Regions from separate parts of the Triticum aestivum genome. Here region 2 is linked to region 1. A link is a contact called in public Hi-C data. All regions are on one chromosome and are shown on one strand. The core of a region is the stretch at or near the end of the contact, and the rest is flanking DNA. Distances in the headings are between cores, read along the strand shown. Region 1 holds the start of LOC123046441 (myosin heavy chain, non-muscle). Region 2 holds the start of LOC123041856.

What was found. A called contact is a pair of places that touch in the nucleus more often than the background predicts.
Region 2: a contact with region 1 is called in a Hi-C map of leaf, with 6 times the contacts expected there. The contact joins the promoter of LOC123041856 here to the promoter of LOC123046441 in region 1. A contact is called at or near these places in 2 of 5 Hi-C or Micro-C datasets (both in leaf) and 1 of 1 datasets of contacts at active chromatin or transcription factors (leaf).

Annotation. Positions count from the first base shown.
Region 1 is chr2B:640,036,444-640,039,162 of IWGSC CS RefSeq v2.1, reverse strand. It overlaps LOC123046441 (myosin heavy chain, non-muscle), which reads left to right and starts at 1,327. Exons shown (of 8, transcript XM_044469810.1): 1 at 1,327-1,528; 2 at 2,696-2,719.
Region 2 is chr2B:640,235,909-640,239,020 of IWGSC CS RefSeq v2.1, reverse strand. LOC123041856 reads left to right here and starts at 1,716. Exons shown (of 3, transcript XM_044464409.1): 1 at 1,716-2,135. The coding sequence starts at 2,117.

The DNA of each region.
Region 1 (2,719 bases), core at 78-2,577:
AATTCAATGGAGCGCGCACATATATTCATGTCGGCTCCTCGGGGGTGGCGAGGTTAGGATTTCTCACCGTGTGTACACGGCGGCAAAATTGCGTGTCATGTCAGGTGTTGGAAATCAATTCAAGGGTCCAGCAGCGATGACTGCGGCTCCGTGGCTCTAGTCCTTAGGGACATGTGTATGAAATATTCCTACTGTCATCGACAAGGTCAGGCTGGTTGGGTCTTTTCCAAAAGAAAAAAAAACTCAACAAACATCTTACGTGTCATCACTAAGAGAGAGTTTTGTTGAGAAACACATTACGGAAATAGGCGCTAACAACACGCGCACATACAAATATTCTCCGTGATCACACGGACGCAAAGAGAAAGCTGGCATAGTACATAGAGAACAAAGGCCGGTGCAAAATGTAATGAACTCAATGAATTGCCAAAACAATTGGTTGTGCTCGCATGATCAGGACAAGAGGGAAACACTGTCACGGTGGCAAAGCCATGAGGCGCACATGAAAACGATTGCAGGTTCTTGTTTGCGGAGGAACGGAGAGATTAGCTTGCAAGGTAACCCAAAACCACAAAGACGTGCACGGTGGAAGGGCTTTCCAGTTTGGAGGAGTGCATTATCGGTGCACCGAGTTATTGTCAGTTTCTATCAGGAAAAGCAACTTCAAAAAAAAAAAAGTTTCTATCAGGAAAAGCGTGATGATAAACACCTCTAAGCATCAAAGGGAGAATCGGTCCTCCAAAAGGAAACGGCTTTGATGCGGGATGCGAAAATGACCTGGCGTGGAAACACAACTAATCAGCTCTCTTTTCTTTTTACCGATGGAGCTGCTGACTTGGTGTGCTTCATTTTCATTTTGGTTGGACCCAGGAGTGTGGACGACGGTGAAAAGCGAGACGAATTTGAATGTTTGAATGTGCGTGTCTACATAGGCGGCTAGACTCTTTATGGATGTTTGAATGTGCTTGCGACTCTTTGGCCGCTAAATAAATAAGGTAGATCTTTCTAAAAAAAAACTATAGCGCAGATTTCTCAAAACTTTTTACGCTTCATCAGGGGGATCTCGTTGCGAAATTCCCTCCCGAGAACGCCGCCCGCAAGGCCCCAACACACGCAGGCTGTTGCGCGGAGTGTCATCCCGGTAATCCCGCCGCCCACGGGATAATCCCCTCTCGGCCACCGACGCGCGGGGCCAAGCATCCCGGGGCCCACCGGGCAGCGAGCGTGAGCGCACGGGGTCGGTGAGGCTATCAACCCCGCCGGCTTTATTGGTGGGGCCCGGCCAACTCAGCGGCACGTATGCAGCAGATATAAACCCCTCCACGGAGGAGGAAATACAACGCACTTCTCAAAAACCCCGACCAAATAAAAAAAGGATTCTCCCCCCCTCTCTCCCCCGGTTCTCTCACTGTTCCAATCTCCCCTGAACTTTCTCACTGCTCCGCGGTCGCCTGACACGACCGTCGGAAAAAGCAGAGACGGGTGAGGATCTCGGCCGCCGGGAGCTTCGATCGGCTTCGGTTCCGTGGTCAGCTCCTGTTCATTCTTGTTAACTAGCGAGCGTAATCTTTTCCGGTGTTTGTTCTCTCTGTTTTTTCTTCTTCTTTCTTTTTTGAATCTGATCGCGTCTGCCGAGCAACGGCCCGTCAGCGATCCGCCGGTTCTCTGCGCGAGGGAGGCACTGGTTCCGCCATTTCATCCGACCTTCCACCTCTGGAGCGGCGCCTTCCGTCGCCTGAACTGAATCGCCGCCCGCGGAGTGGATTGGGGGAGCTTTTTTTTTTAATTGTCGCTCCGATTCTGCCGCCTCCGGTTGCTTCGCTGTCCGCCTCTGCTTTCACCATTACGGTCGGCTCCCGCCCGATTTCGCTGGGAGCTGCCCCTCTGCTCGCGGCGGAGCGGAGGGTGGTGGGTTTGTTGCTGTCGACGAGGACCGTGCTGTTTCGATCAGGCTGTGGGCGTCCGATCGATCGGGATTTTTTCTGACTTTGAGGTGCTGCGGATGGCACGTCCCTGCTCGGGGTAGGAGGAGGGGGCGGCGATCGTGGTAGGGAGGGAGGGCTGGTTGGTGGGCACGAATTGTCGTTTTTGTCTTTTGCCTTTTTCCGGGCCGGTTGCTGGACTATTTGGTGGATATTGCGTCTGGTAGGCTGGGAGCCGCTTGTTCTCCAAAATTCAGTGTGACCTCGGATCAGGGAGGAAAAAAATAAAATTCAATCGACTACTTGTTGATCGATCCGATCCAACCCCGGCCTTTGCATCAAGCGATGCGCATAGCCATACGATCGGATCCTTGTGCGTGCAACATAATTCTGGTCCTGATTGACCTTGTGTGGAGTTGGTACTGCTTTTGACTGGTAGGTGGTAGCCTGGTAGGCTATGTATACAGGAATAAGATATCATGAAATTCTTAATGATATCATTGTGTTTCTTTTTGTCAAAATAACAACGAATAGTTGGATCCGAGCTGTCGCCTTTCCTCCGTATCCAGTCTGTAGTGAAGTGGTCTGTACACAAAATCAATTGTTTACTTTACCCCCACTCAGCCTGTTCTAGGAAGACTGTTGTGCCTTTTTGGGCTCGCCTTGATTGGATCCCATTTGTGGGTGACATCATCATTACACATTATCTTGATGCATGCATACTCATTCACGATGTGAGTATTGATGCCAGTATTTCTTGTTGTGAATTGCAGAAACGAATACTAAGCTAGTGGCCC
Region 2 (3,112 bases), core at 467-2,966, 200 kb before region 1:
ATCGTGAGCGGGCTGGACGGGGCTTCCCTGCTCCCTCTGCATGCTCTCAACTCATTTGTTCTCCGTCCAACATCCGCTTAGTTTTCCCCTCCTTGCACACAGCCACGACCTCTACTATGTATGTATATTACGTAAATACTAAAATACATATATACTTGTATGGCGTTTGCCGTCTTCTCCCACGGGCACACCGCTCCACTCCATGCAGCACACCATATCCACCTACACTCCGGCGAGCCCGGCCACCATCGCTGCCTGCATGGTGCACCACTGCACCTCCACGCTGAGAGCAGGTACTAGTATCCTCTCAGCTCCCTGCCCTCCTTCACCATCTTTAGCTCCACGCGCATGCGTATGCACGCAGCCAACTGTGAGGAAGAGCGTGTTCTTGACCAGTGGCTGGGTCACAAGCAGCGATCCCGGTGTCCTTCGCTTGAACACGACCATGACCCCGTTCATCGGCATGGACACCATGATGAGCACGGTGAAGGTTCATACATTTAGACCTTGTCCCGCAGTCTCCGCCTTGCCACTGGCGACGCGTAAACGATACCAAGATTGCGACGGCGCCGAGGACGTGCACCACCGGGAGGATGCCTATGCCGACAAAGAAAAGCGACAAGACAATACGACATCGCGCATCGAGCTCGTGTTATCTAAGTAGTCCAACGACTGCTCATCTCATCACGGTCGGCGTACGGTTTTTCCGACGGCGGCTGCGGCACATCTCAAGCTTGGTGACCGCGTGCCTCTTGACACATCGGGATCTGTGCACAACTCCGCTTACCCAATTGCCTTGCAAAGTGACGCTGGGGAGATGGAAATACGGTGTCTGATCGGGTTTTTTATCGCTCTAGGCGTCGCGTCAAGTGCTTCAAGCCGCGGAAACAAACACACAATTCACGAGCTGGAGATGCCATCGGGATAACAGCATATGCGTGTAAGTGTGTTGTGCGCGTGTGAATTAAATACGCCGTGGCGCTCTGTTTGCTTAACAAGAAAGTTGTGTGGGCACAGTGGTTAGCATATGTGGGCTTCAGCGGACGATCGACCGCTGGTTGATTAGTGTTGTGTTTTTTTTCTCACTAATAGATGGGACCCACGTAGGTAAAGAGAGGGTGTTGTGGTGTTTGACCAGTCAACAGAGTAAAATACGGAGCTATACTGTGACCCAGTGACCGTATAATCATTTTAATTTTAAGTCGTATATAGTGACCATATTAACCATATTCTAAAATACAGTGACCAAAGTGAACTTTCGACACAAGTTCAATAACCGTGGATGCATTTTACTCTTTTTTTTAACATGAGCTGACGGCTGTTGGAATGAAGGCCGAGCGAGCCGAACATGTCAACCGACCATGTACGAAATTGCTGGAAATTCTCGATGCATTTCTGGTGTTATTTTTTAAAAGCTAGTGCATTTCCGGTGGGTTTTTTTTTTGCGAATATTTCTGGTGTTAACCTGGCTAGCTTGAGCGTCAACCTAAGTTCATCAAAAGAATAAAAAAAAAATTATCGTCAACCTGCTCTCCAAGCATCCTTGGTACGTACGCAGTGTACATGAGAAATGCTCAGCTACCACTCCATGCTCGTAAGCTAGCTTATTAGCTCATACTAGTGTCCTCACCTCCTCTAATGGCCGCTATAGTTCGGGTTTTGTACTCTAGCGGGTTGTGTTGATTTTGATCTGACGGCTTAAACAGGCAGTTAGATCTATTAGTCTAACAAAAAAAAAGGATAAAGGGATAACGATAAGTGAAGGGGTCCACGTACCAACGTACGTGAGCCTCGATCAGAACTAACGCGCCCTGATCGGGGGCGCCCAAAAACCAACTCAGGTTTTGGGTCCCCTGTCGCCAGCGCCATATTAAAAGGGATACGGGAGAGAGCTGGGCACCTGCGAGATTACAATTCACGTAAGGCTTACTCTCCTCCCGATATTCTCTCACCCCATCCGATCAGGGGGAGTGCTGCAGCGACGGGAAGACCTAAGCCAGCCGCCGCCGCTGTCCCTGGGCAGTGCCGGTGGCGTCCTGAAGGAATCAGGACGTCGAGGAGAACATCTACTTCGACTACATCACCCCTGCATCACGCCTGCACCGAGCAGGCGATCATGTCCACTCCCGTGACATGTAAAGAAACCCTAAACCCTTCTCTGTTCATGTTTTAGGTGATCTAGATGCAATCTGTTTCTGCTAATGGCATCCCAGAGATGCATAATTATTCCAACAATGGTATCAGTCGCCAATCTTGATTGCAATAGATTCCTTTATTGTTGATCAGTAGATCACTATCATGTTTAGATCAATGACATGTTTAGGGTTTATGATCAAGATTGAAAGTTTTACCCCTGGTTAGCCCAAATATGCATGCTACTGTCTTAATGCCCTCATGTTGTATTCTAATTTGCCACGGATCTCCACTGCCATTATGCTTAATCAGTTTTAATTAAGCCTCTGAAGAATTAATGCTCATGATTAAGTTTCTGTTAATTTAACTTGATCCTCTTTTAAGTATCTGTTTCCGTTTGGATTATCAAATTAGAAGGCAGAGGGATACATAGCACACATACAGTAGCAAAACCCCATGTTGAAGAACCCTAGAAAAATCCCCAATTTCGGTAGAACCCTAATTCTTTAATTAGGGCTGTTTTTAATCCAATATAAGCACTGATGAACACGAATTGGAGAAGAATGAGGCATAGGCTCACCTAATGCGCCGCGTAGCCGCCTTTCCCTTCGGGGCCCGCACTGCATCAAGTGGTGCGAGGGCGGAGACGCCGCGACGCCGTCGCCTCCCACCGGAGCGACGCGCGGAACGTTTCCTAGCCGCCACCGCCGCCACTTGACTGGACGAGCTCGTCGCCGTCGCCCCACATGTCGCGGTGGCCGGCGTCCCTCCTCCCCTGATGCGCCATGAGCACGGACGCCGGGGCCACGTTCGACGGGGTAGCGCACGGGATTCACCCCGCTGCACGCTCCTCCGGCGAGCGCAGCCGCCGCGCCGCCATGGCCGGCGCGCCTCGGGCCGCCGTCGAACCCCGTCACGCCTCGGGCCGCCGTCAAACGCCAGTGAGTGTGGGAATCGGGAGGAGGGGAAGAAATGGCTA